Regions from separate parts of the Mus musculus genome. Here all the other regions are linked to region 1. The links are chromatin contacts, called in public targeted proximity ligation maps. All regions are on one chromosome and are shown on one strand. The core of a region is the stretch at or near the end of the contact, and the rest is flanking DNA. Distances in the headings are between cores, read along the strand shown.

Evidence for each region.
Region 2: a targeted proximity ligation map of pancreatic cancer cells shows a contact between it and region 1. A contact is called at or near these places in 2 of 130 datasets of targeted methods (microglia and pancreatic cancer cells).
Region 3: a targeted proximity ligation map of pancreatic cancer cells shows a contact between it and region 1. A contact is called at or near these places in 1 of 484 Hi-C or Micro-C datasets (CD8 T cells) and 1 of 130 datasets of targeted methods (pancreatic cancer cells).
Region 4: a contact with region 1 is called in a targeted proximity ligation map of pancreatic cancer cells.

Annotation. Positions count from the first base shown.
Region 1 is chr19:5,873,130-5,880,423 of GRCm38.p6, forward strand. It overlaps Slc25a45 (solute carrier family 25, member 45), which reads left to right and starts at 4,693. Exons shown (of 6, transcript NM_134154.4): 1 at 4,693-5,562; 2 at 6,720-6,763; 3 at 6,956-7,027. The coding sequence starts at 5,526. Frmd8 (FERM domain containing 8) reads right to left here and starts at 2,079. Exons shown (of 11, transcript NM_026169.4): 1 at 1,962-2,079; 2 at 1,581-1,665; 3 at 40-207. The coding sequence starts at 1,665.
Region 2 is chr19:5,065,461-5,072,754 of GRCm38.p6, forward strand. Cd248 (CD248 antigen, endosialin) reads left to right here and starts at 2,618. Exons shown (of 1, transcript NM_054042.2): 1 at 2,618-5,180. The coding sequence starts at 2,666. The coding sequence ends at 4,963.
Region 3 is chr19:5,094,329-5,101,622 of GRCm38.p6, forward strand. It overlaps Cnih2 (cornichon family AMPA receptor auxiliary protein 2), which reads right to left and starts at 4,193. Exons shown (of 6, transcript NM_009920.4): 1 at 3,855-4,193; 2 at 404-472; 3 at 1-3. The coding sequence starts at 3,935. Rab1b (RAB1B, member RAS oncogene family) reads right to left here. Exons shown (of 6, transcript NM_029576.3): 5 at 6,339-6,470; 6 at 4,879-6,244. The coding sequence ends at 6,050.
Region 4 is chr19:6,396,180-6,403,473 of GRCm38.p6, forward strand. Rasgrp2 (RAS, guanyl releasing protein 2) reads left to right here and starts at 4,362. Exons shown (of 17, transcript NM_011242.3): 1 at 4,362-4,472; 2 at 5,542-5,684; 3 at 6,293-6,395; 4 at 6,845-6,907; 5 at 7,253-7,294. The coding sequence starts at 5,612. Pygm (muscle glycogen phosphorylase) reads left to right here. Exons shown (of 20, transcript NM_011224.2): 18 at 1,399-1,533; 19 at 1,687-1,753; 20 at 1,866-2,285. The coding sequence ends at 2,015.

The DNA.
Region 1 (7,294 bases), core at 3,443-5,942:
TCACCTCCCCAGGATGTTTGCCCTGCTGCCAGACCTTACCCAAGAGAGGGGAGACGAGCCAGAGTGCAAAGGCCTCCAAAGCCACGTCTGGGAGCTGCAGGACTTCACGGACTGCGCGGTGCAGCTCATGGGCACTGATTGAGGACAAATTCTCCACGGCCAGGGGCACTACTGTATCATCCGCCAGGTACACCAGGACATCGGCTGCTGGAATACGGGTCGGGCAGGGTCGGGTGAGGTCCAATCAGCATTTCCCACCACCCCTTTGCTCCTTATCACGAGCCAGGCCACACTGACACATCGTGACGCTACGGCTTACGGTGACATACATCTGCAGTCCAAGACAGGACGCAGGAGGCTAAAGCTGGAGGATTCCAAGTCCCAGGTCAGCCTGGGCTACATAGCAAGACCCAGTATTTTAAAAATAAACAAATAAAAAATGCTGCCTTCAAGGACCTCAAACCATCCAGAAACTCGGGCCAGGTACCAGCCCCATTTCACCCCTGAGGCTCAAAGTAGGGTGATAAAAACCACCCCCCTTCCTCTGCAGCACCAAAATATTGTTGTTTCCAATATTTCTCAGGTGGAGAAACAACACGGGGTAACCCATCCTGAGGTGACAGTTCCCTATCAGGCTGGGAACAAGGCCAACTAGTGACCTGACTCTGACTGGGTCTGACTAGGAGGACAATGAGGATTTCTAAGGCCACCTTGGGTTACAGCAGGTTCCAGGTCTCGGCTTCACTGGGACTCTTCAAAACTTTAAGAATCAATGCTGTGGCTTCTGCAGATAGCTTTAAGCAGTCCAGGAAAGAATAAACAACTCAAACAGCCAGTGTTCCCTTATAACAAGCTGGATTCCCATTTGAAGCCAGAGCCAAAGATGCTTGGCAGGTTGGCCAGACTCAAATTCCCCATCCCTGAACTACAGGCGCAGTAAAGGAGCATGGAGTGTGGAGGCCTCGTTCTCAGCCTGCATCCTTTTCTGACTCTGTGATCCAGCTGTAAATCTGTAAAAACAGTTAATAGCGCTTCTTCAAAAGGTCACCGCCAATCCAGTACGGCTGGTGAGAGTGGACATCATAATGAAGGAGCTTTTGAGATTCTGGTCTTTTCTGCTCCAACAGCTACTTGGAGAGACCAGGAGACTGGCTCAGATCCACTTTACAGGCAGAAAAACCAGCCCTGAAGGGTCAAGTTCATGATCAACCTTGGTCTGCTCCAGTAGTCTGAGACCTAACAACCTCTCTAGGTCCTAATTTCCTCCCAATAAAATGAAGAGGTGGAGAATCCCTGCTTTCAAAGAGCTGTCTGCAAAAAAAGAAATGGGACAAAGGAAGTGGTGCCCTTTTCCAATCATGTGTCTTCATTTGAAAACAAGAGAAAGTTCAGGAGTGTGGCTCAGTCACTAAGCTAGAGACAGATCTCAGCTAAGTCCTTTGATTTCTGAGTCCGCCACATCTAAACAAATCTTATTATTTACTACATGATTAACTTACTGAAAAAGACAAACTGGAGTCACGTCCCCAGGCTGGAACCAAAGAGTTCAAAAGAGATGAAAGAAGAAAGTAGAGACCTACCTCGGGCACCCACTGAAGAGACGCTACTTCGGTGGGACCGCTCCGCAGGGCCGGGCTGCCCCGCGTTGCCTTCTGCCCCCTCCATCTGCAAAAAGAACTCTAGACAATTAATGGGGGGGGGGTCTTAAGGAGATGGTCTCCTCAAGCTCTCAACCAAGAAGCAAAGGGGTCTCGGTCTACAATTCTTAACCTATGTTCAGGGATCAAATGTGTAGGGTGAAAGTAGAGAGTGACCCTCAGCCGAGTGCAGATCGGGTGGGCTGAGTCAGGGAAGTGACCGTCAGGTGCAGGGGTCTCAAGTTTCTCAAGAAATGGCCAAACAAGTCGGGACGCGCCCCTGTCCAGGGCGGGGACACGGGCAGGGTGTGGCTACGCTCTCACCTTGCAGGGTCGCAGAGCCCACTGCCTCACTCCAGAATGCCACCCGACTCAGGCCTCCAGTTCTGGACCCACCACCACACCGGCCGGCGGGGTCTCCGGTCCTGCCCAGGGTCGATTCGCAGGCGTTACGCCGCAGAAGCTGCCGCGGGAGGAAGCACAAACCCGAGGCCCCGCCTCTCCGACTGAAGGAGCCAATCGGAGCCAGAAGCCTCGGCGCACGCGTACTCCCGCATTTCGATCTTTGGTCCTTCCTACCCACCCTGGTTCCCAGCTTACTTAGATCACGCAAGTCTCAAAGACCCGGTCTAGCCACGCCCCCGAGTCCTGTATTGTCCCTCTCCCGTCGCCCTCACTCCCCGCACAGCCAACTACATGAGTAGTGTTGCTTCATGCATAAGACCCTTGGTCTGTAATAGGATGTGGGGAAGATTCATTAGAACCAAGGATGAGGGCAAGAGCTGTGCAGCTACCGCTCCGTGTGACTTGACTGGGCCCCTCTCTAAAATGACCCACCTTGTGGGTGGATGGTGCCGCAGTCCTCTCAGGCCTGTTCTGAAGGCCTGAAGGGGTACTGGCTCTTGGCCTTGGGTAGGAATCGGGGCCCTGGACAAGTCCCTTCCCAGCTAGATCTGTTTTTCACCTGTAGCATGAGATTGGACTGAATGACTCCCAACAATCCCTTTCACTCTCATTACGAATGTAGGTTGGAAACATGGGACTTGCTGTGCTTCCAGGGTGCAGTCACATAAGCCTGGCTGTCTTAGAGACATAGCCTCCAAGATCCCGAAGTGCCAGGCATTGTGCTTCCCAAAATCTTATCACCAAATTGTTCTGACAAACCATCACGTGTGTGCCTAAGGCCTGGAATGTATGGAGAAAAACAAGTCCATATACATGCCACTTGAGCCAGAAATTGTTCCTGGTGCCAGCAGTCACTTGGGATCTGGTGCAGGGACGTGAGTTCTCCTTGCCACTTGGTTTCTTTGCTGGAAAGCAGATGAAAGCTCCTGCCTTCAGTATTTGTTTTTGTTTTGTAGAGTTTTCAATTTAGTTCATTTAGGGACAAACTTAATGGCACACAAGCCTTTAATCCTAGCAGAGAGAGGCAGAGACAGGCAGATCTCTGATTTCCAGAGCACACAGAGCTATACAGTGAGACCCTGTATGGGGGGCAGGAGGGTGGGGACAAGCAAAACTGTAGTAGGCAGGCCAACCATGGAAGCAAATAATCCTACCACTTGGATGCTGGAGACAGGAGGATCAGCACGAGTCAAGGCCAAACTTGGTCACACAGCTAGTCCAAAGTTAGCCTCGGATATGTGAGGCTCTATCTCTAAAACAAACAAACAAACAAACAAACAAACAAAAACTACCAAGACAAAAACAAAACAACAAAAGAACAAATATTACAGAAGGCCTCAGCATTGCTATAGAAGACATAAACCACTATAGGCGGAGAGGAGGAATCTTCAGTTCCTTCTTATCCACCATGTGCTGCACATGGGCCAAGCCCTTTTCTCTCTGTCACTTGCCATCTTATGGGCTCTGTAAATGGAACCAAGAGGATTAGTAGCTACCATTTATGTGTTGGATACTTAAAAAAAATCTCTCTCTCTCTCTCTCTCTCTCTCTCTCTCTCTCTCCGTCTCTGTGTGTGTCTGTGTGTGTTCAACCCAGGCCTTGTACATGTAAACTGAGCACTCTACTCCTGAGCTACACCTGAAAGAAACAGGTAGGGAAAACACTCAGCCACACAAATCTTACAAGATTGAAAGTGTGTGTATGTGTGTGTGTGTGCATGTGTGTGTGTGTGTGTGTGTGTGTGTGTGTGTGTAATTTTAGAGTCTACCCATGAGAAAGTGTGATGCTGGTGGTCTTTCTGAGGTCAGCTTACTTTGTTTCCCATAATAATCTTCTACTTCTGCCCAGTTGCTTGCAAGTGACACCATGTTAGTGTCCTTTACACCCTAAAACTGCGTTGTGTATGTGTACCACATGGTCTTTGCCCATTCCAACGTTGGACTTTTCATTCTTCTGGCCACTGATGCTGCTCCTGACCTTTCTATTCATTCATCCATTCGTCATTCATTAGCATGTGTTCTGTCTACCCTGTGCCACGTTCTCTAATCCTTTAAACATGTAAACGGATCAAGCAGTCACAGGTCCTTGACTGCATAGACAACCAGTTAGCTGCTCATAATAGATCAGCGACAAGAGCAAGGGCAAGGGACTTGTCCAGAGACCGACTTCTGTCCAAGACCAAGAGCCTTCAGAACAGGCCTGGGAAGACAGCACTGCGACACCATCCACTGCCCAGACCCTCTCGGGTCCCCAGGAAAGTTTCTCCATCTCAGAAAGAGGCCCAGTCAAGTCGCATGGAACAGTAGCAGCTCTCGCCCTCATCCTTGGTTTTCACGAATCTTCACCACGTCCTATTACATATATATTACATATAAAGGTCCTTATGCATGTAGGTGGCTGTGCAGAGGCAGGGGCACCGGGGGCCAGGGGTCATTACAATTGTCCCTGAGATGACTTGTGGAGTGGTCTCACTAAAAAGGGGAGTTTTCAGCCCTAGCTTGAAGGAGGTCCGAGAGAGTAGGTCCAAGAAGAGGAAGCAATGCCGGCATTAGGGCCTCACGGCTGAGAGCCCTTTTCAGTGGAGCAGGAAGCAGAACATGAGGTCAGAGGAGAAGGGCGGTACATGAGCCTCTTCCGACTCGGCCTCTTCCTTCTTAGTTTTTAAAGAAAGGAACTGCAACTGTTGCAGTTTAGAAACAGGGAAATCTAAATCTAAGCCCTGGTATCTGCTGAGGACCATCTTGCCCCATCATCGTGAGGCAGAGAGGCAGGAGAGCGGAATTTTGGTTTTGATGTAGCGCAGCAGTGGGCCACTGCACAGTCAAAAGCCCATTGTTTCTTCCCCTGGGCAAAAGGAGGCTGCGGTTCTGATTCATGGCTGTAAACAACTCTGGAGAGAGCAGACAAACAGGCTTCAGGGCCTGGTGAGTCACTTCTGGGGGCCGGGGCCTCCCTCTTTTTGGGTTATTCTTATTCTGACTAGGCATAGGTGGCTGCTGCAGGCCACTGTAGCCTGGGACTGCCACCTCGTGGCCACGTTCTGACTTCACATAGCCCCACAGCTTGTCAGGGTAGGTGGGAATGAATGGGAATTTGCTATGAACTGGCTGGTCAAGCAGGGCCCAGGTCCTTGCTCACTAAGGCAGCCTTCGAGAGGCTCGCCAAACTAGGACTCAGTTGGCATCCTCTGTGAGCCAGCATGGCTGTCACTGTCTAGGCACAGAACCCTGGATCTCTGTGGCTGTCAACCTGCCTCTAGAGATTCCATTACTTCTCAGGCCTCTTCCAGTCTCAGGGTCACAGACGTTGGCTCACTCTCGCTAATGGTTGCCTGAGGTCTGGGCACTGGGCCACCACGCACACTCCAGCCAGGGTTAAACATTAGTGGGAGGTTATCGGGTTTGGAAAGGGGGTGGGGAATCTCACTTGCAACAGTCTCCAGCGGGCCTGCTCGGAGTACCAGTTCCCACAGGAGCCCAGAAAATGCCCGTGGAAGAGTTTGTGGCTGGCTGGATCTCTGGTGAGACATTTTTCTTCTTTTTGTCCTATCATCCCTAAGGGTGGGTGGCTTCCCTGGGAGGATGGGTTGTTGAGAGAAGTTGTTCCCTCTGGAGCACCCGCACCCAGCTGTCCCCAGAGCCTTCTGGGAATGGCCAAGGAGGCCGAGAGGAAAGAAGCAAGCAGGAACTGCTTCTCTATCCGAAGGCCATACTGTCGGGGGGCGGTGGGGATCTGACAGCCAAGGTACAACCTCACCCAAGCCCTTCTCCCAGACCAGTGTGAGGGGACCAGAACACATTTACCTTTGATCTCTCCGGCTGTCCTGTCCTTATTTTACCTTTGGAAATCTGCCCTACCTGTCAATGGGTGCACTCCTGAGCCTTGAGAAAGGACACTGTGAACGCACCCCTGGTGAGGGCCACCCCAAGCCCCAGAAACAGCATCTTCTGCAGAGACTAAGACTAGCCAGTGTGTGGCTTTCTCCCCTGGGTCCAGCAGGACGCTAAGAAGGGCTCCCCACTCTGTACTGATAATTGTGACAAGGCAGAAGGCAGGAGGAGGTGGCCAGCAGGGCCTGTTCTCATTCAAGGCCACAGAACTCTGCAAGGAAGGCTGAAGTACTGCTGACACAGTTAGAAACAGTAGCTACTCCTTCTAGAGCAGTGGTTCTCACCCTTCTTAATGCTGTGACCCTTTAATACAGTTCCTCATGTTATGGTGAGCTCCAACCATAAAATTATTTTACTGTTACTTTATAACTAATTTTGTTACTGTTATGATTCATAACATAAATATCTGATACACAGAATATCTGATCTGTAACCCCCAATGGGGTCACCAGCCACAGGTTAAGAACGACCAGTCTGGAGCCTCATCTTCCACGGTCAGAGCTGGGGATAGTGTAACACCTGGTTCTTTCCTATTGTGTGTGTGGCCTCAAGTGAGGCCATGGGTCTCCCTCCTTTGTCCCAGCGTCTTTGTGACCCAGTACCAGGTATGGTAGGGGAGCAGAGTAGGGCAGCAGGAATGTCTGTGGAGCCCCAAGAATGTAGGTGGTGGGTGTCTGAGTACACGCAGCCTTCCTGCTCCAGCCTGCATCCTTCTTTCCTCTAGCATAGACTTGCTTCCTAGACTTGGCACACAGGCCTCACTCATACCACCTTCTTGCCACCGCAGGAGCTGTGGGCCTGGTCCTGGGGCACCCATTCGACACTGTAAAGGTGAGTGTAGCAAAGGCACCAGAGGAATAGATGGTCTGGCTGGAACCTGGGTGAGAGACTGGGCCTGGCTGGCTGGGCTGGCTCACTGGTGTGCCTGCCTGCCAGCGTCTGCTGCATGGGTGACCTGGCTGCCATTGTAGGAGCAGCCCTGGCTTGCCCATCTGCCTCACATAACCAGTACTTTCTATCCAGGTGCGGTTACAGACCCAAAGCACGTACCAGGGCATTGTGGACTGCGTAGTCAAGACTTACCGCCATGAGTCAGTAGGTAGCCCACTTGTTGGCGGTAAAGAATCATCGGGGCAGGTGGGGTCTGTTTCCTTTGCTTGCTGCTTGCTAACAGCTTCTAAGTCTTCACCCTTGAGGGTATCCGAGAGTCCTCTAGTGCCTCAAAAGTGGTGACGGGGTTCTCACAGCCTCCTTCACATGCTGTCTGCCTGACACAGTGCTTGGGAGGAAGTGCTCTACAGCTCAGAGGCCTGGCCAGAGCTGGATGTGGGACACGGAAGCCCACCATGAGTAACGGTGCTA
Region 2 (7,294 bases), core at 1,368-3,867, 810 kb before region 1:
GGGTCCCCACTGGCATCCAGATTTGCTCAGGAGACTACCAAACCTTGGTCCTGTACAAAACATATATGCAAACAGGGAGGGCTATAACACAATAGCGGGCTGAAGAGTCCGCACACATGTATCCCCATGTTGTGGAGGGGGACAATGGAAACCTGGCAAGGTCACCTACACCTATAATCTCAGTACTGCTGCACAGAGACCTACACAAAAGGGAAGAGGAGGCAGGAAAAGAGAAGAGAAAGGGAGGGAAGGGAAGTGGAAAGGATTGAAATAATGAAGAGGAGAAAGAAGCGTGTGCGTGCTCGTGTGTGCGTGCATGCGTGAGTGTGTATCCTAGCACTTGGGAAGCAGAGGCATTTGGATCTCTGTGAGCTCCAGACCAGCCAGAACTACATAGTGTAAACTACATAGTGTCTTTAAAAAGGGGTGGGGTGTATGGGGGTGGGACATGAACGAGGACTCAGAGAGCCTCGAACTCACACAGGTTAGTAGCAGAGTATCCAGGCCAGGACAGTGTTCCAAAGAACAAACCTTCTCTTTCACTTTCTCATCCATGGGTCATGAGATTTTTAGTGCTGGGAATTCAACCCAGGACCAGACATCACCCTACCACGAAGCCACATCCCCAGCTGGCTCAGAATCTGCGGAGAATATAAAGGATCGTGTGTTAATGCCAGACTCAGAGGTGATGGGAAGACCAGGACTTTAAGGTCATCCTGGACCACACAGTGAGCTCCAGCTTAGCCTGGGCAACATGTAAGACTTTGCCTCAAAAAATCAAAAACGGACAGGGCGTAGTGGTGCATGCCTTTAATCCCAGCACTCGGGAGGCAGAAGCAGGCGGATTTCTGAGTTCGAAGCCATCCTGGTCTACAGAGTGAGTTCCAGGACAGCCAAGGCTATACAGAGAAACCCTGTCTCGGAAAAATAAATAAATAAAAAACGGGCTGGAGTGATGCCTAAGCAGCGAAGAGTACTTCTTGCTCTTGCAGAGGACCCAAGTTTGGTTCCCAGCACCCACACGGTAGTTTAAAAATACCCGTAACTCCAGTTCCAGGGAATTTGATGCCCTCTTCTGACTTCTGAAGGTAACAGGCACACACACGGTACACACGCATACATGCAGGAAAAACACTCATAAACAGAAAGCAAAAATGTTTTTAAAAGTCGAAATAAAAACCAAGAGTAGCCGGGCACGATGGCACACTCGGGAGGCAGAGGCAGGCAGATTTCTGAATTCAAGGCCAGCCTGGTCTACAGAGTGAGTTCCAGGACAGCCAGGGCTACACAGAGAAACCCTGTCTCAGAAAACCAAAACAAACAAACAAACAAACAAAAAACCCCAAGGGTATAAAAGGATTACCTGGTGTTGGGTGACTGTAGTACCTGCTACTTAGAATCCAGGAGTTTGGAATAGCCTTGGCAACAGAGCAAACTCCATCTCTTAAAAATAAATAAATAAATAAATAAAGGTAAAAAGAGAATGCAGGGGTTAATCCTTCACACAGAATCCCAGGGCCACCCTGGGTGCCTGGCCCAGTGTGCAAACCTCCAGAGGCCTCCAGGAAGGGCTGGAAGAGGACCCTGGGAGTAAGGAGGACAATGTGATGCCTGTGTCACACTTACTATCCTGTTGTGTCCCCATGCCCATACATGGTCTTGCACAGGTCCCCTCATAGCAGCCGTGCTCACCCTGAGCAGAGCTCAGTCTCCACAGAGCCCAGAGTCATGCACCCTGCCTTCCTGCAGCAGAAGCCTGGAGAGGCATTTCCTGTTAGGGGGCAGCCTCCTCCCGCTCTAAGCCCAGGTTCCCAGGGCCCCTGACTGAGCCAGGGTAAGGAGAGAGCAGGCCTTGGCCTCCTCCCCCCTCCCTAACCCCTAATGCTGGTCCTGCTGGAGCCAAAAAAACTTGGGAGTGAGGTAGGCTGAGCGAAGGGCTCATCAAATACGTGTCTGGTTGAGGTGGTTCTCAAGGAGGTTATCAAGTTGATTCTCACGCAGGGCCCAGGCAGGAATGGGTGGGGCCTCATCGTTGAGACCGTTTAGCAGGCCACATCATCCTAGCTTATCCACCTAAGGGCATACACAGCATGTCAGGAGAGCTGCGTGTGTGAGGCTGGGGTTTGGCGGCCTTAGATAGGGTGTCAGAGAAGATGCTCTTGCCAGGCTTGGAAGGAGTCGTTCACATATGTGTGATGAGAAAGGGCTGGCCCGATCAAGTCGTTGAGCTCAGAATGCAGCCAGTATACTGATACTGGTGAATCCAGATCCCGGCTTTCGGGAGTCTCTCTGGAAGACAGCTTCACCCCAGCTGCCTTAGCTGCAAACAACGCTGAAGTTTCAGAGGGTTGACTGGGGATGCTTCTCAGACAGACAGGTTCCCTTTTCCCTGACTCTCAGCTCTGTAACGCCTGAGGTAGCCCGTTAGTTGTACCTCCCCCCTCCTCTGCCCTTCGCCTCTCACCCCAGAACCCCCCCCACCCCACTGCTTCCTGCTCCAGCAGCCCCCGGGGAGCTAGCAGGGGAGCTGGCAGCGGCCCCAGCCCACTCCTTACAAGGCGTGAGTCCGCCGGGCCCGCCCCCGGCCCTCCCGCCAGAGGCCTTGATCCCTCCCCCTGTCAAGAGCAGCGGCAGGCCCGAGCCGGGCCAGTCGGGGGGCGTCGCGATGCTGCTGCGCCTGCTGCTGGCCTGGGTGGCCGCGGTGCCCGCACTGGGCCAGGTCCCCTGGACGCCGGAGCCTCGAGCCGCGTGCGGCCCCAGCAGCTGCTACGCGCTCTTTCCCCGGCGCCGCACATTCCTGGAAGCTTGGCGGGCGTGCCGCGAATTGGGGGGCAACCTGGCCACACCGCGGACCCCAGAGGAGGCCCAGCGTGTGGACAGCCTGGTGGGGGTCGGGCCGGCCAACGGGCTGCTATGGATTGGGTTGCAGCGGCAGGCTAGGCAATGCCAGCCGCAGCGCCCACTGCGGGGCTTCATATGGACCACGGGAGACCAGGACACCGCCTTCACCAACTGGGCCCAGCCGGCTACGGAAGGACCCTGCCCAGCCCAGCGCTGTGCAGCCCTTGAGGCCAGCGGAGAGCATCGCTGGCTCGAAGGCTCGTGCACACTGGCTGTCGATGGCTACCTCTGCCAGTTTGGTTTTGAGGGTGCCTGCCCTGCCTTGCCGCTTGAGGTGGGTCAGGCCGGTCCCGCTGTCTACACCACACCCTTCAACCTGGTTTCCAGCGAGTTCGAATGGCTGCCCTTTGGCTCCGTGGCAGCTGTGCAGTGCCAAGCTGGCAGGGGAGCTTCTCTGCTGTGCGTGAAACAGCCTTCAGGTGGCGTGGGCTGGTCCCAGACTGGCCCGCTGTGCCCAGGGACTGGCTGTGGTCCTGACAATGGGGGTTGCGAACATGAGTGTGTGGAAGAGGTGGACGGTGCTGTGTCCTGCCGCTGCAGTGAAGGCTTCCGTCTAGCAGCAGATGGGCACAGTTGTGAAGACCCCTGTGCCCAGGCCCCCTGTGAGCAGCAGTGTGAACCTGGAGGGCCACAAGGCTATAGCTGCCACTGTCGCCTTGGCTTCCGGCCAGCTGAGGATGATCCACACCGCTGCGTGGACACGGATGAGTGCCAGATTGCTGGTGTGTGCCAGCAGATGTGTGTCAACTATGTTGGTGGCTTTGAGTGTTACTGCAGCGAGGGTCACGAGCTTGAGGCAGATGGTATCAGCTGTAGCCCTGCAGGAGCCATGGGTGCCCAGGCTTCCCAGGATCTCAGAGATGAGTTGCTGGATGATGGAGAAGAAGGGGAGGATGAAGAGGAGCCCTGGGAGGACTTTGATGGCACCTGGACAGAGGAACAGGGGATCCTATGGCTGGCACCTACACATCCACCTGACTTTGGCCTGCCCTATAGGCCCAACTTCCCACAGGATGGAGAGCCTCAGAGATTGCACCTGGAGCCTACCTGGCCACCCCCACTTAGTGCCCCCAGGGGCCCCTACCACTCCTCAGTGGTGTCTGCCACACGGCCCATGGTGATCTCTGCCACTCGACCCACACTACCTTCTGCCCACAAGACCTCTGTTATTTCAGCTACACGCCCACCCCTGAGCCCTGTCCACCCACCTGCCATGGCCCCTGCCACACCTCCAGCTGTGTTCTCTGAGCACCAGATCCCCAAAATCAAGGCCAATTATCCAGACCTGCCTTTTGGCCACAAGCCTGGGATAACCTCGGCCACTCACCCAGCACGGTCTCCTCCGTACCAGCCCCCCATTATCTCAACCAACTATCCCCAAGTCTTCCCTCCCCACCAGGCCCCTATGTCTCCAGATACCCACACTATCACTTATTTGCCTCCAGTCCCCCCTCACCTTGATCCTGGGGATACCACTTCTAAAGCCCATCAACACCCTTTGCTCCCAGATGCTCCAGGTATCAGAACCCAGGCCCCCCAGCTTTCTGTCTCAGCTCTCCAGCCCCCTCTTCCTACCAACTCCAGGTCTTCTGTCCATGAAACTCCTGTGCCTGCTGCCAACCAGCCCCCAGCCTTCCCTTCTTCTCCCCTCCCCCCTCAGAGGCCCACTAACCAGACCTCATCTATCAGCCCTACACATTCCTATTCCAGAGCCCCTCTAGTCCCAAGGGAAGGAGTTCCCAGTCCCAAATCAGTGCCACAGCTGCCCTCGGTGCCCTCCACAGCAGCTCCAACAGCCCTGGCAGAGTCAGGTCTTGCAGGCCAAAGCCAAAGGGATGACCGCTGGCTGCTGGTGGCACTCCTGGTGCCAACATGTGTCTTCTTGGTGGTGCTGCTTGCCCTGGGCATTGTGTACTGCACTCGCTGTGGCTCCCACGCACCCAACAAGCGGATCACGGACTGCTATCGCTGGGTCACACATGCTGGGAACAAGAGCTCAACAGAACCCATGCCCCCCAGAGGCAGCCTTACAGGGGTACAGACCTGTAGAACCAGTGTGTGATGGGGTGCAGATGCCCCTTTGTGGGATAGAAGAAAAGGACTTGCTTTGGACACATGGCTGAGACCACACCAAGGACTTATGGGGGCTGCCCAGCTGACAGAGGAGGTTCTGTTCTTTGAGCCCAGCATCCATGGCAAAGGACACACCAGGACTCCAGGACCTCAAGGGGTGGGTGCTGGGATCTTCTCCAATAAATGGGGTGCCAACCTCACCCAAAGTTCATCATCCCCACTGATGCCTGAGGGAAGGGTCTGGGAGGCCTCAGGGGGAAAGGGACCTTCCATTTATCTAGGTGAGATAAGACCCCTTTCAGAAAAGATATGCTTCGTAATTTTCAGTGAAATGAGACAGGAGAGGGCAGGGCCTTACTTACCCTCTGTTACACAGCAGGCTGAGTGGCCTGGAGGTTTGATAAGGGAGAAAGTCCATACTTGTCCCCCACTTTATTAAAATGCAACAAAAATCTGGGGGAAGGTCTTGAGGTGAGGGTCTCTGATGAACTGGAGTCCAGCTGGAGTTTGGGAATCTCAGGTAGGATGGGGCTGGAGATTAGGGGAGAGAGGAGTCTCCAGCGGTCTGCTCTTCTGAACTTTCTTCTGAACGTTCTTTCTCATGGTCATAGGTTGCCCAGAGGTCTAGGCAGGGAATCGCCAAGGATGCAGCCACCCTAGGGTTGTAGGTCTATCGCCTTCATAGAAGATAATAGGGGGAAGAGGTAAGAATAGGTTGAGGAAAGCCCAGTTCTAGCTTCCTGGGTCCACTTAGAAACAAGGCCTTCCCACTAGGGAACACATTCTACTCTTTACCCTGTTGGGGTGAAAGTGGCACCGCTAGAAAAAAATCCCGGCAGACCCTAGCAGCACGAGGCTATTCAGGTTTGGGGTCCTGGTCAGAGATCACGAGTGTGAGATAACCTCCCCCCCTTATCCTCGCTGACTGTCTTGGGGGGAAGGGACGGGACCTGGAAGAGGGAGACGCCGGTTCCACCACCTCTATAATTTTTCAGCTTAGCCCTCGTGGGGCTTCTAATTAGGACTGGGCAAAGCCGCACACCCCACACCCCCCGCCCCCAGGCAGGTGAGGAGGGTGGCCCAGCGCCCTTTCTCTTCTTGAAGCCCCTATGCCACATTCTCGCCCAAGGATTGTATCCCAGGAGACTAGGAGAGGGAGTGCGGGCGCTGGGGACCAACTAGGAGTGGGGGTTCACAGAGGGGGGGCAGAGGGAACGCACCGCCCGGGTAGCCACTCTCACGTTCCCCTAACTCAAACCAGACGCCCCTGCCAGATCCTTCCCAGCTTTAACCTCGGAGAGGCAGTCGAGGGGGCGGGGGATTGATGGATGGAATGGAGGGAGGTCCCCTGGTTTTCCAGAAAGCGTGGGCCTGAGGCACCACTTTTGGAATGACACCGTCTGCTGGGACGGAGGCCTGAAGCTCCTTCCCATGACCTCTGGCAGAGAGTAGTCAGCACCCTGAGGGAGAGAAAGAGTTAAATGCGCTGCAGTCCGCGGGAGGATGGGTGTGGGGAAGGGGGCCCAGAGCCGGCTCTTTGTCATCTAGTAATGAGCACCAGATGCGGAGCTGCGTGCGGGCCTAAACAAACGGCCTCCCAGGGCAGAGCCCCCGCCTGCACCCAGACTCAGGCTCCGCCTCTACCGAAAGCTGAGTCTCAGGCTCCTCCCATTAACTCTCAAGCTGAGCCTCACCTCCGCGCGGCGGAGGTTGCCTCGATTATCAGCCCCGCCCTTCCAATAATGAGCCACGCCCCTTGGAGGCGGGGGCGGGGTGGGGGAGAGAAAACTCCCCGGAGGCCCCGCCGGCCAAAGCCATAGCCTCACCCCTCGCCAGCTCAAAGATGCCCTTAGAGCTATTGCTAGCCCCTCTGCCTTATCACCTCCCCCAGGACCCCGCCCATAAGCAACAAGCTGCGTCTCCACATCTAAGCAGAAATCGAGACAAGAGGAGTTTATAAATCTTGTCTTCACCGAGGTATGAACTCTGTCCAGACTTTGCGCATTCTCGTGCTTAGTCCCTTCCGAGTCTGGGATATCCCACCGAGACCAAAAACGCTGTTCCTAAAAGACCCAAGTAAACTCCGCCTCCAGGGAACGGAATTGCCTTGGAACTATTCTTCAGACTCCGCCCCTTCACTGAGCTCAGGCCGGCAGAAGAACTACCCCCAGGTAATGTTCATTGCTTAAACCCTCCTCTGTCTAGCCCTATGAAGCCACGCCTCTTAATAATACCTTTAAATCGGATCCACCCAAGGAAGCCCTTTTTAGGCCGCTAGATAGGTAAAGACGCCCACTGCCAAGCTTGACGGCCTGAGATC
Region 3 (7,294 bases), core at 2,943-5,442, 780 kb before region 1:
GCGCTGTAGGGAAGGAAAGAGCCTAGATAAGGGAAGCCAAGGAGTAGAAACCAGAGCGCCTCCCACGGCCCCGGGCGTGGTCACCAGAGGGCGCCAGAACTCTCTGCGGTGTATTCTCAGGCAAGCAGCCCGCCGTCCCCATGGTGACTGTCGCCATGGAGGGGCCTTCACCCGCATCTCCATGGCAACGGCCCAGAGCCTGGAAAAGGCATCCCCACCAGGAGGAACCGGAGCCCTGAGTCCGCTCCAGGTGTTTGCGGGGGTGGGGACGGAGGAAAGGACAGGGTCACCTCTTCAGCCCTCCACATTGCACCCCCATCTTCCCGATCTCCATTCCCACCCTCCACTATGACAAAAAGACAAACGGACGGACACACCTCAGCACAGCACATGTATCACTTACTGCCCGCGCTGGGTTCCCCTGGTCGATGGGGTTCTTGAAGTCAGTCCGCAGCTCATCAAAGGCTATGATCTGGGGGTAGGGGCGTGTGCCTGTCAGGGTTGGGGCAGGCCCACCACCCTTAACACCCCAGGCACCAGATGGCTCAGAGGAAAAGAACACAGGCTTCTTGGAGGGATCTGGATGGTAACACCTCCCTTCCTTCCAGACACACACACACACACACACACACACACACACACGCCACGCATGCCTGTCCTTCCTTGGAATAGGGACATATAAGTGGAGACCCTGTTGAGTGGAGCTTATTTCTTAGTGGAGAAGAATGGTAGCTCCAGGCTCACACAGCAGTCGACAATGCCTAGTTTCTACTGCACTCCCCGTACATTTCAAGACATGGCCTCTCCTCTCATGCTAGTACAGGAACCATAGAGGTTTGGTACACAGTTCTTGTCCAAGGAGAGCCCCAGGGCCTAGGAAGAGAACTCCTGATCAGAGTTAGGGGTAGCGCAGCACTCCATATGGGTTGGTGGGGTTCAAGCTGACTAAGCATTTGGTGAACAAATGGGAGAAATGCAGTCCAAGCAGTGGTGAGAACAGATACAAAGGCACAGAAGGTTGAAAGAACATTCAGAAAGTAGCAGGTTCACGGGGTTGGGTGGTGTGCGAATAGGAAGAAAGGGAACGGAGCAAGGTGGGTGGTAGGGTCAACAGAGCTAGTTCCAGGATGGCCGGCCAGCCGGCCAACAAAGACTAGATTTTAACATAGGAGTAGGGGGAGTCCTAGTGGTTTGTAAAGCCAGGAAATGGGGACAACAGTTTAGGAATGCTGGGGATACAAGCTGGCTAACAGTCACAGCCAAGATAAACACGCAGCAGGCTTCATTAGCTTGAACCCTGTAACAACCTAATGACTTAGGTGCTAGTATTGCTTTCATTTTTGACTTACAGATGAGAAAACAGGTTAGGTATCTTGTCCAGGGCCACAAGGGCTACTAGGTAGTAAAGTTATAACCCAGTTAAAAGTACTACCCACTTTGTCATACAAGGGCAGATCAGTGAAGGGCAGGCTGGCCTGCTTTGTGTCCAGGGAGGGGTTCATTGCATGGTGGTCTTAAGTGAGAAGGATGGTAGTCATGGAAATGGCTACCCATTGCTCTCTAGTAGCCAGTTTCAAAGGGCCTGTGTGATAGGGGGAGTGACAGTAGAAGGCCCCAAGATACCTTCTATTATGGTGTGTCTGTGTCTGGGGGATGGTGGTGTATTCAGAAATTCCTGAGGGAGCAGATATTTGAGATGAAGCTGTGGACCTGGAAGGAACTGCAGGTAACCTGGGGGAGGCAGGCTGGCAGAGAAGCCTGACTGAGGGGGAAGGGGAGTCCCTTTCCTTCCCCTGTAGCTCCAGGATGAGGCAGCAGGCCCACCACCCCCAAACATCCTAGACCCCATACGGTTTAGAGGAAAAGAACATGGGCTTCCTGGAGGGAGCTGGGGCCATCTGGAGCCCCTCCCCCAATTCCTCATTGACTCTGGGCTGCTGCCTGCCTGAGAGATACAGCAACAGGGTCCAGCAGGGGCGGAAGGGTACCGTCTGTCTGCCCCCGAACTGGCACCACCAGTAGGCAGAGGGTGTCGAGCCTCCCACCCCCCCCAGGCTGCCTGGCGCTGACTCAGCATCGTCTCCCCCCACCCCCAACCCCGGAACAAACAATTCTCCACTGTGACAGCTGACACACGTCATTCACCAGGGTTGCCTAGTGACTAGTGGGTCCTGGGGTTTTACTTCTGAACAGCTTTGACCTGAGGACCACGCTCTCTCTCCTGGACTTTGCATGTGCAAGCCCTGGTTTTACTGATAAGCCTGATAAGAGGACCAAGCTAAATGGGTGAAAAGCTCAGTGCCTCACAGTGGAAGGGGTCCCAGAAAGGTCTGTCGAGAGAACAGAGATGCTGCTCCCAACCTCAGGAGACTTCATCTCGGCCTGGACACTTTGCAAGGTCCAGGTCTTATGCAGCCTGACTCCCCCGCAGCTGCTATGCAACTGTCCTAGGCAGGCTCTGAGCTCCTAAGAAGGGCCCCACCAGGGAAAGTGGAGTTGTGAGTGGGAAGGGGCTCCTTGAATTTCAGGAGCTAGTTAGCTATCCTGCCTGGGTCCCCCCATTTTTTCTAATTCTTAGGACCCAAGTTGTTCTTCCCCCACAGAACTGTCCAAGGCCCTGGGGCCTGGGACAGGAAGCGCATAATGGATTCGAAGTGATGGAGGAAGAGAGAAACGGAGCAGAGGACAAGAAACCCAACTGGGAGACCTAGATCAAGACTGGAGCAAAGTGAGGGGTTGGGCTGGAGATGGTGTGTGTCTGGAGATGCCTGTGGGGGCTCAGGATCTAGTACCTGTCAAAGAGGAAGGAGGGGAGGACAAAGGAAGAGACAGGGTGCTTTCTGGGAGGCAGCAAGTCCCAGAAAGACACAAGAAATGGAGAGCAAGAAAGGTAAAGCAAGAGGGGACGGAGGCACGCTGGATGCAGTCAGATAAGAGAACACTTAAAAGAGGATTAGACCAGGAGATGTGCATGCTAGTAGCTACAACAGAGAGACAGGCCTGTATGGGACCCGTTTGAGTGCATTGGAGGAGGGGCAGCTGGAAGGAGCCGGCAGAGACCTCAACAGTAAGCCAGAGGCTCACAGTTCTAGAGAGGAGAAAGAACCAGGTAGAGGAGGCCCTTGGGAAAGCCCAGGAGAGAACTAGGTACAAGAACCCTCTCCAATGGGAAACCATTTGAGATGAGACAAGAGACATTCTGAAGAGTGAGGTGTGAGGCTAGGCCAGGGTGAGGGCAGACCAGGAGTGAGGGACATGAAAGACAAAAGGCACGTATGTGAAGGAATCAGAAGGAAGCTGGAGAGTCAGAGTGAGACCAGGTGGGAGCTAGGTTTCTTGAGCTGCTTCGAACCTATCCCACTTGGGTCAGAGGGGTCCAGGAGGGGACAGGGTTAATGGGTTCTAAGATATGCGGGTCTTGTAAACAGATGCAGTTGCCATAGCAACCATCTCCATCATTCTGGTTGGAAAAACCCACAAAGGAGAGGGGTTCAGCGGGGGGGCTGGGGGGGCACACAGACAAACTGCCCGATGGACAGACGGGGGTGGATGGATGAGAATATAGAAGGATCAAGAATTCCGCCCCTGCCCAATGACTGGATGAAGCAAGGAGAGGGTCAGGACCTACTGACATACCCACAGACAGGCGGGGGCGGTGAAGGAAGGGGGGGGCTGCCCCGGGGGAAGGAAGCCAACGACAAGGGGGTGTTGGGGGGTGCGAACAGAAACCATGGGGGCTAGTGGAAAAGACCTTTCAAGTTTCCCCGGAGCACTGATACCATCAGCCCCAGCCCCCTCCTGCTCCATAAGCCCACTTGCCCCCCACCCCGCCCCCAGTCCAAGCCCAGTCTTACGTGCCAGATGACAAAGAAGATGAGGGAGGCGCACAGCACCAGGGTGAGCATGTAGCAGAATGCTGCGAAGGTGAACGCCATGGCCCCCGCGCCGGGCGGTGGCCCGGGGGGCGCCAGCGCGGGGTCTGGGCGCAAGGGGACGCCCCCCGGCCCACACTTAGGGCCGGACGGGCATGGCCCACCGGACTCTAGGGACACGGACAGCGCGTCCGGGACCAGGGCCACGAGGCCGTGGGGGACGCGGGGCGCGGGCCGTGGGGCTCGGGGGGCGCGTCCGCTGCCGGCTGCCCGGGCCCCGATCGCTCATCCTGCGATCCCTCGCCCGCGGCTCCCTCGCTCTCCAGCCCGCGAAGCCGGCGGGGCGGAGCCGGGGGCGGGGCCGCCGTGCAGCGGCCTCGGGCGGGGCTGAGACTCAGAGCGCCCCTCCGCCAGCCTCATCAGCCCAGCACAGCCACTCACCCCAATGAGCCCAGTGTTTGTGCACCTCCAGAACATGCAGACCTGGAAGCCCGTTCCTGGTACAACTTTCGGACAACTAAGCCCACTATAGCCACATTCTGTACTCCCGTCTCCACAGAGTGCTGGCTCAGGGGGATACAACTGAGGTCCTAATGTAAAGCAGCGCTTGTCAAAGCTCAGGATAGCTGGCATCTGGCTTCAAGCCACAAGAGGGGACTAAAGTCGGGGACTGGAGGAGGGGAAGACTAAATGCAGGGGGACCAACGCCTGCTCCTTGCTTCTAACTTCATGCCTTGAACGCCTGTCCCAGTGGATGTTGGTGGCTCACCTGACGGCCTCCTGCCAGCCTCCCTCTGACAGATTCATGCTGGGCCCTTGGGGACATCCCATAGCCGCACAGCAGGCTTTCCCAGCCCCAGTATGTGGGTCAAGGGCTTTTACCAGCAAGCTTAAGATACAGTCCAAGCCAGGACCCCCCATGCATCACACCAAACTCTGGACTCCAGTTCCACCCAGCAACTCAAAGCTGACTCTGACCATAGACCACACTCAGTCACCACCGCTTCCTTGCAAAAACCCTTGGCTTATCCAAGGGCCAGTGGAAATTTATTTTTTCATCCTTTTCCATCTTCCCCCAAGTGGCTTTTCCTTGCAAGATGCCTGATGTGACATCAGAGGGGAACCTGGGAGAAGAGGCTCCCTCCCAGAGGGGCAGCCCAGGGACTTAAATACACACTGGAGGGGGAGGACAGGTTGTAGGGTGAGACTGGCAAGAGACAGCACAAAGGACATGGCTTCTTAGGTAAAGACCAAAGGTTTTCTACAGGAAGCTGTGCCAGAGGGTGGGGGCCAGGATTCTGAGTTGGGAGGGGGAAGAGCCCCACAACCCCAAGCTGCACCCACATTCCCCAGAGAAGCAGGTCTGGCCCTGTCAGGCTCTGAGGAATGGAGGAAGAACAAGCCAGATGTGCTGCCTCGGAAAAGGGAGGTGGTGCTGGCAGAGTGAGGGTTAAGGCTGGTGCCCGGCCTTTGGCAAGGTGGGCCTTCCGCCTCCGCTTTCCTCAGGGACAAAGGGGCTCGGTGGGCAGGCAGCACATGGGCCTGGCTCAGGCAGGGCAGGGGGAGGCAGGAGCAGGCTCCCTCCCGGCTTGAGACACAGGCCCCGCAGCCATCCGCCCACCTACCCTAGATGTGCTCAAGACCTAACCGCAGCTGGACGGCTCAAGCTGTGTGGGAGCGATGGAGTGAGGCAGAGATGAGGAAAAGGTGGCTATGGGGCTCTCGCAGCCCTGGCACCTGTCCTGAGGTCCGATGCAGGACCCTGGATCTGAGGCCCTGGATCCCCTGGCTACTGCCTGCACCCAGGGGCAGCAGAGGCAGGGAGGCCCTTGCTATTGGGAAGAAAGGAAAGAGAAACCCAGTGCAGCATACATGGGGGTGAGTGACAGACAGCGGAGCCCTCATTCCAAAGAAAGGTGCGTGGTGGGCATCTTTTCAAGGTACCCAGAGGCAGCAGCGGAGCTGTCCCTGTGACCACCCCAGCCACAGGCTCTGCATGTCCTCCACGGGGGCCCTGACAGGACTGGGACTCAGAGCAGAAGGCAGATGGGCCAGAGGAAGATGGGGAGCCCAGGACACCCCAAAGCTACAGACTCAAATGCCCTAGGAGAGGGAGGCACTTCCTGCCCGCTCCAGGGGCATCATCTGGACAAGGTGCCCTCCCCCAAGTGCCCCTCCTAGCAGCAGCCACCGCTAGCAGGCTTCACAGGGGTGCTGTCGATCTTCAGGTTGGGCCGTTCACCCCCAGACGCTGCTCCTGGCCCCATCCGCTTTTTGATCTCTGCAGCCATTGTCATGAATGCCTGCTCAACATTGGTGGCATTCTTGGCACTTGTCTCGAGGAAGGGGACACCCAGAGAGTCTGCAAATTCCTGCGAAGGGAAGAAGAGAGAGAGGGGAGCAGGGAGAGAAGGGGTGAAGGCATGTGGGCCCCAGACCCCTGACAGCCAGGGCAGGCCTGCTCACCTTGGCCGTGGTGTTGTCCACGACCTTCTTGGTGGTGAGGTCACTCTTGTTGCCTACCAGGAGTTTATTGACATTCTCACTGGCGTAGCGATCTATCTCCTGCAGCCACTGTTTCACGTTGGCGTAGGACTCCTAGGCACAGTGTCCAAAGTTACTGCACACCCACACCCAGGTCAACCCAGGTCTAGAGAACAGGACTCCTTTGAAAGGCAGGCCCCGAGCACGGGGATTCTGACAAAGTCTCTCCCCCACCCCAAGCCCAGGTTTAGCTTTCCCCTGGTTCTCTCCCATGCGGAAACCTGAAAACCAGAAGCAGAGTGGAGTAGTGCCTGCCAGTGGCCATCACCTCAACAGCCGCCTGCACCTACAGTCATTGCTGCTTCCTGCAGTTCTTTCTCCCTAACCCTCTCCTGGGAAGCCAAGGACATCAGAAGAAAGGCAGGTGACACCAGGCATGACTGATGCAGGAAGATCACAGGTTTGAGACCAGCCTAGGGTCTCAATGAGACCCTCTCAATGAGACCTTCTCAAAATAAAAGGAAAAGGGGGGCTTGGAGAGATGGCCCAGTGGTTAAGAGCACTGGTTCAACTCCCAGTACCCACAAGGCAGCTTACAACTGTCTGTAGCTCCAATTCCAGGGGATCTGACACCCTCACAGACACACATGAAGGCAAAACCACCAATGCATATAAAATACAAATAAGTCATTAAAAATAATGAAAAGGAGGCAAGCATGGTGGTGCACGCCTTTACTCCCAGCACTCAGGAGGCAGAGGCTGGTGAAGCTCTCAGTTGCCAGCCTGGTCAGTTCTAAGACAGCCAGAGCTACACAGAAAATGCCTTTTCAACACTTCCCCAAGCCCCCGCCCCTCCCCAAATGTGGCAGGCATTTCACGACTGAGCTACATAATCTCCTGCCTTTAAATTTTGAAGCTTTGGAGCCCATGGGAGGTAA
Region 4 (7,294 bases), core at 3,112-5,611, 520 kb after region 1:
GCAGAGTGCTTGTGGACAAGTCTGATGGCGTGAGTCCACGTAGAAGCATAACACAAGCGTGTGTAATCCCAGCAAGCCTGCAGAAAAAGGGAGGCACAGATGGGTGACTGGAGGCTCGGAAGCTGGCAGGCTGGCTAACCTGATTTACACAGTGTCAGAGACCCTGTCTCAGAAACAAGAAAGAAAGGTGGTGAAGGCCCCTGGAGCTTGTCCTTCCTGGTGAGGCATGCTCACACCCCCACACAGAGACAAACGCCAGGGTTCCTAAGTCTCTGGCACAGAGTTTCTGCGCTTCTGGAAGGTTGGTACCAGTTTACACTTCCACCAACAGCTCCAGAGAGCTGGCATTTACTGCTGAAAGGTTTTTTTTTTTTTCCTAGAAATTTCAGACTTTGAATGGGGCACAGTGGCGCACAACTTTGACTCTGGAGGCAGAGGCAGGCAAATCTCTGTGAGTCTGAAGCTATCCTGAACTACATGGAGTGTTCTAGGTCTGACAGGGCTATGTAGTAAGACCCTACCTCAGGAAAAAAGAAAGGAAAACACACACACACACACACACACACACACACACACACACACACACACAAATCAATAAAAGAAATATCAGATTTAGATTTTGTCTTCTGGGCCCAAAGGTGCATTGAGTGAGATCTGGGATGTTCAAGACTCCAGACTTGAAAACAGTATGACTGCAGAGGACAGGGTAGCGAGCCAGGTAGAGACTGTGCCCCGGCAAAGAGAGTCACAAAGCAGGGCAATACAAGGACCTGCGGATCACTGCGGAGAGAGAAACTCTATTGTTGACCAGAAGGGGACAGAGTCAGGGAGTGAGGGTAGGCCATCTTTGTGATGGGTTTAAGATAGGGGGTGAGTGGACGTTGCCTTGAAAGCGAGGGAAAGCTGGTACCAGCCTGTAATGAGCTTGGTCTGATTGTGGGAACTTAGAGGCCATGTCCAAGGATGTGCCTGTTAGAGATGGGTTTGGGACAATGGACAAAGACATTCATGGAAGGTTTGGTTTGGTTTTGTGGTGGAGCTGGGGATGGAAGCCAGGGCCCTTTACATACCAGGCAAGCACTCTGCTTGACTTCCAAGCACTTGGAAGATGAGTCCTTGCTCGGAGTCTTGAAAACCAAGTCTTGTCTTTGTATTTCCTTTTTTTGAATGAAATTAGGGATGTGTATGTTTGTGTGTGCATGGGTGCACTGAGCCATCTCTCCTGCCCCAGATTCGTCTTTTGTCTTCTCTGGGCCTGAGTGTTTCTATCTACGAAGTGGTTGGGAGAGCTACAGTGCATTGGAGCTGGGGAGGCCCTGGGCCTCAGGTCTTCCCAGCTTTTCTCTGGGAAGCTGGGGACCCCTTTGTGGGGAGCTGATTACAGGTGCGCTCTGGCAGGTACAATGCCCAGGAGTACTACGACCGAATTCCTGAGCTTCGGCAGATCATCGAACAGCTAAGCAGCGGCTTCTTCTCCCCCAAGCAGCCTGACCTGTTCAAGGACATTGTCAATATGCTCATGCACCATGACCGGTGAGCTGCTGGCGAGGCTGCGTGGGGCGCAGGCATGGGGCTCATGGAGGAACAGGGCTTGGGTGGGCCGGAAGGCTCCTGCCGTCTGCTGCGCCTGCGCCAAGGACCTGGCCTTTGACCTCACAGAGCTCTGCTCTCTCCTTTCTCCTCTAGGTTTAAAGTCTTTGCAGATTATGAGGAATACATTAAATGCCAGGACAAAGTCAGTGAGTTGTACAAGGTGAGGGGTCCAGCGGCCAGGGGCTGGCAGGGCTTTGACTCTGGCCGGGATGAGGGAGAGCGGTGCCAGCCTGCTGGCAGAATGAACCTAGAGCTTTCCTTGCTGTCTACAGAACCCAAGAGAGTGGACACGGATGGTGATCAGGAACATAGCCACCTCTGGCAAGTTTTCCAGTGACCGCACCATTGCCCAGTATGCCCGGGAGATCTGGGGTGTTGAACCTTCTCGCCAGCGCCTGCCAGCCCCAGATGAGAAGATCTGAGCTTCCACATCAGACCCCATACCCGCCCTTGAGTCTGTTTGCAATTCCTGGGATCAGGCCCACTCCAGGAGGTGGGCCTCTGGAATTACATCTCTACCCTACCCACTTTGGAACCCACTTTCCCCAGTCTCTAGGTCCTGATGCCTAGTGTGATGAAGACCTTGCCCTCTTCATTTCCCTCAACTCCCTACTCCTTTTATGTATGGATGGGGTCTAACCAAGTGCACCCACTCCCCAATAAATCGACTCTTCCTGCTCTTCCTTACTCTTCTCTGTTGCAAAATATTTTTAGCTCTTGGAGAGCTTAACAGCTGCTGCGCAGTCATCTCCTTACCGCCCCCCCAGCCCCCCCCCACACACCGCGGCAGGTGCATCCTCTGTGGGGAGAGAGGGGCGGCCCATAGGCGGTGTCTGGGACTCAGTCCCTTTTCCGGTGTCGCCCTCCACGCCTCTCTTCCCAGCGCTGTGTCCATACTAGGTCAGCGGCCAGCTTAGTTGGTCGGGGGCGGGGCGTCTGTCTGGGTGGGGCCCACCGGGTTAGGGAGTCGGTACTCGGGCCGAATCCTCCCGGACTACGGAGCTTTCCCCGCTGTCTGGGGGAGGGTCTAGAGGAGGCTTGGCGCCTTCTTGGCTCCGCCCCTAGCCCCGCCCCACTGCGGCGTTTTAGGGTCTCTTAGCAGGTGGCTAAAATAAATTCAAAACCAGGGGAGTGTTAGGGCTTAGGGCATTCGCAGATCGTTTAGGCGAGAACAGTGGTATATTCCCGGTTCTGGAGAAACTGAGGTATATAAGGGGCCTCTTCTGAGCCTCACATAAACCAAGATTGAAGTGCAGAGGACTGCTTCCCTCGCCCAAGGCAAGGAGGGGCAATCCTCGGAAGGGGTTTTGCGGCCCTGGGTTTCATAGTGAGTCTAAACGGCCGGAAACTGTTACCTATCCCTAGGCTAGGTGTGAGGGACATAACTGCTTGTGGCTGCCCCTCCCAAGTTCCTCGTCTCGGCCCATGCATCCAAGGCTTCCAGTTCCGAAACTGCAAAGCACCTACCCAATTTATAGACGCCTCTTTCTCTCTTGCCCAGTGGGGTGTCCCTCGCCCCATCTCTAGACAACGAACCTGGGTTCCCAGGGAGCCGCGTGTTCGTTCATTCATTCCTGGCTTTTTGAGGCTCCACTGGACCAAAACCAGCTCGCATTCTGTCCCAGCCCCTCCCCCAGGCCATCGCAAGGATCCGCAGCCCCACGCCCGCGACCTCCACCACGCCCGGGCCTCCGCCGCCCGCAGGAAGACGCCCGGGCCCGGGCAGGGTGAACCCCGTGGGAACGGTTTGTCTCGAAAACAGGAACCCGGACCGGGGGGCTGGGCGGGGCGCCCCTTCCCCACCGCAGTCCGCTTCCTGCCCCTCCCGGCTTCCTCCGTGCGACACCCAGGCGGGGCGCAGAGCCCGGGGGTGTCGCGGTGGGGGAGGGCTGCTGCACGCGGTCCCCACACCAACAGTGGCGCAGCCCCCCGCCCGCGGTTAAACTCTCTGGGGCGGCAGGGGAGGGGTTAATCTGCTTCAGGGCCCGGCGCGCGCGGGGCGAGAGGGGGAGTCCCCGGTGGAGGAGGCGCGGCGCGGGGTGCAGGGGCGGGGAGGGGGCGGGGCGGCAGGGCGCTGGGCCGCGGCGCGGAGACCGGGTGGGAGCCGCAGCCGCAGCGAGGCCGGCGGGCGGGAGCGCACGGAGGTGGCGCTGGCCGGGCAGGGTTCGGGGTCCGCGCTGCGGGTCCCAAGAGTGAGTGAGCGAGCACGCGCGCGGGTGGGGCGTGGGACACAGAGGGTGCGGCCCCTAGGGATCTCCTAGGGGCAGGCTGGCGGGGACTGCGGGTGGGTGGGGAATCTGCGGTCCTGGGTGGGACAGAGCTTGCGGAGGGGATGAGGCACTTAGAGCCACCCGCAGGAGGGGGGCGTTCGAGGCATTCCGGTGCTCGCCTGAAACGTATCTACCAGGCTCTTCCCTGCAAGTCCCCATTTGACAGATGGGAAAATTGAGGTTCAGAGAGACTAAATGATTCTCAAGGTCACCCAGCAAGGAAGTAACAGTCAGGAGGGAACGACTCTGAGAAGTCCTCGGGAGGATTCCCTAATGTAGGGGAGTCTGTGTAAGGGCGAGGTCCCTTTCCTTGGGACAAGGTTTTGGCGAGATCCAGGAATGTAAAGAACCCCAGGCTTTGGGGCTGCGAGCCCTGGAGCCTGGTTGAGGGGGGAGGGGCGGCAGAATGGGTGTGTGCGCAACCAGGGGGTATGTGGATGCGTGTGGGAGTGTACATGCGTGGAGATGCACTGTCTTTGCGTGTGTGCACACGTGTTCAGATGTCAGAGCTACTGTGATCGAGAGATCAGAGGCTGAGCTGGTTCAAGTGAACAGAAGGTCTGGGAGGTGAACTGCATTCAGGTTTGCATTCTGAAGTAAAGGACTTGGGTATGTGTGGCTGAGGATTTTCATTGCAGGTGTGCATGGGATGTGGGTGCCATTGTGTGTGATTAGGACGGGAGGTGTCTATGACCCTGGTGTGTGTGAAAAGGGTCTTCTTGCACTTAATGTAGGTCATTGGCCTTCGGCAAATACCTAGTCTAGAGAATAGGTGTTTGTTCCTGCATGGGTGCTTTTATAGTCCCCACTGATGACCAGGATTATTAATGGTGTCATGCAGGCCATGGCGCTAGCGGCCCCTTCTGGGCTCCCTACTCGGTGCTCTCACGCACAATTTAACTATGCAGCAGGGTGGGTGGGAAGGCGGGAGCCCAGGTTGGGAAGATATATGGCAATTCTGGAAGGGCTAGGACCGGACTCCTGGGACCTTAGTACTTGTGGGTTGGGAGTCCGCGGTTCCCAGGCTTTGGCTTCCCACTGACATCTCCCAACCGCAGTGGGCTACCCCTCCCACCCCCCGCCCCAGGAATGTTCTTCTCTCTAGCCCTCCTCCCCAAGGGCAGGCCCCTGGGGGATGCTACGGCCCCGCCTCCCACTCGGGGAGCCCAGGAGGGGGAGATGTAGGCAGGACTCCTGGGTTCCCTCCTCCCTCCTTCCATCCCAGGGAGAAATTCCTCCGAGGTCCCCTCAGGCACTGGGTTCCCAAAATAACCCTGCGGGGGAAGGGAGGCTGTGAAGGGAGGGGAAGCGGGAGGAGTGCAGAGTCAAGCTGTGGGGTGTTGCAGGTGCCTGTGGGGAGCAAATGCAAGGAGAGGAGGGCCCGCCAGGAGGCTTGGGGCACTAACTAACCCCTGGGGTCCTGGCTCGTCCCTTATTCTCGTAGAACCCTTCTAACCTCCCGCGACTCCGCGGGTGGGCCGGAAGCCTCTCAGCTAGTCCATTTCCCAACTAGCGAGTTGCACCATCCCGGGGCAGGACCGTTTAACCCTAGAGGGGCAACGGCAGGCAACTCCGCCCATGCCCAGCAGGGGGCGTGCCCACTCCGCCCCGTTCCTACGCGCCGAGCCGCTCCCCCCACCTCCCGCGCCTCTGCTGACTCCCACTTCTCCCAGGACAGGGGTCCGAATTGAGCACCGTGGGAGGCTCTGAGAGTGTAGCTTGGGTCTAGCCTACTGGCACCGGCAGCCATGACGAGCACTCTGGACCTGGACAAGGGCTGCACCGTGGAGGAGCTGCTCCGTGGTTGCATCGAAGCGTTTGGTGAGTTGCATGCAGCACGAGGGGTCACACCCAGCTGGACCCTGAACCAGACTCTAGGCCAGAACCTACCCAGGCTCCTATTTTGAAGTCTTCTTAAGAAAAGCTCCTTGATTTTGCGGAGAAGTACCCCAATGTACCCCTTGTACAGACGTCAAGGAAGGGGCCCCAGGGTCCCAACACTGACCTGGGAGGGGCATTATCTGTCTCCCTGGGGGATCCGGAGGAACTCTCTATCTCTAGCCTGGGAACTGTTTCCGGCAGATGGGGGTTGGTTTATCGGGTGAAAGGGGTGCCCCTTCCCCCAACACTCAGGAAATGACCTCTGGATTCTTGACCCCGGGGAACCCAGGCTCCTTCCGCTCCAGCTGGTTCCCCTCCTGACGACGGGCTTGGTCCAAGCTCTCCTCCTCCAGCCTTTGGATCCTGTGGTACCCCTCATCCACCCAGACTTATTTCTCAATTTTCACTCCTGGCTTTGGAGTGTTGGGAAATGCAGTAGGTGGGTGAGGTCCGGAGTGCAGACCCAGGGACCTGTCACCAGACTGCAGACTAGGCATCTGTGCCTCCGGACCAAGGGTCAGCTGGCTTCTTTTGGACTTTTGGAGCAGATGACTCCGGAAAGGTGCGAGATCCACAGCTAGTGCGCATGTTTCTCATGATGCACCCCTGGTACATACCTTCCTCTCAGCTGGCTTCGAAACTGCTCCACTTATATCCTTGATGGGGCATGGCTCAGGCTCTGTTGTCCACGAGTCCATTCTGCTTGGCTTGCTCAAGACCTTAGAACATAGAGTGCAGACCCTACCTATATCACACAATTCAGACACTGATCAGTCTTCTAGGACCTAGGCTTTGCCCTGTGCCTAACTGAGGACTTGGGCTCTCCTGTTACCTAGGCCTTGGCCTCATTCTCCCCTAACGTCTTGGATCAGCCCCTGCTCTGCCCCAGGGCCTCCTCTCCATCTATGGTGAAATCCAACCCTCCGCCTCCATCAATACTGCCTGCCCCCAGAGTTGACTTATCAGTTCCCCCTCTCCCCATGCATTCTCCTGGGTTCAAAGCATCCCATGCGTCAGAGCCCAGGTCCCTTCCCTTGGGTGCGCTTCCGCTCCTCTTCCTAACCATAGGTTCCCGTCTGTTGCCCTTAACCCTCCTTTACCTATCAGCAATCCCGGAAGGACAACTCCAATTCTCTACAGATGAAAACGTGTCACTTGGTCAGGTGAGTCTGGGCCCTGGCTCCTCCTCTTGCTACCCTTTTGAAGCTTCGTGTGGGCTGTAGGAGTGGACAGACAGCATTGAGGGGACCTACCGTGTGGGTTTACCGGGGAACACTGTCCATGTGTGCTGCCGGCCTCGGTGTGTCCCGCTTGCTGTTGTTTCTGCCGGGGTTGTGGATGGAGAAGAAGCAGAGGTCTGGGATGAAGGGTGGGGTGGGAATGGCTGCATTTCACCACAGCACACTGCACCCTGGGATGCTTTCCCTCTGCTAGTGAGCACCGTCCTGTATGTAGTTTCTTCCCCTGTCCACTTGAGAGGACTTTCACTGTGCCTGCCTCTCCACCAGGTACTGGATCTCAGCCTTCCCAGCAGAGTTCGACTTGAACCC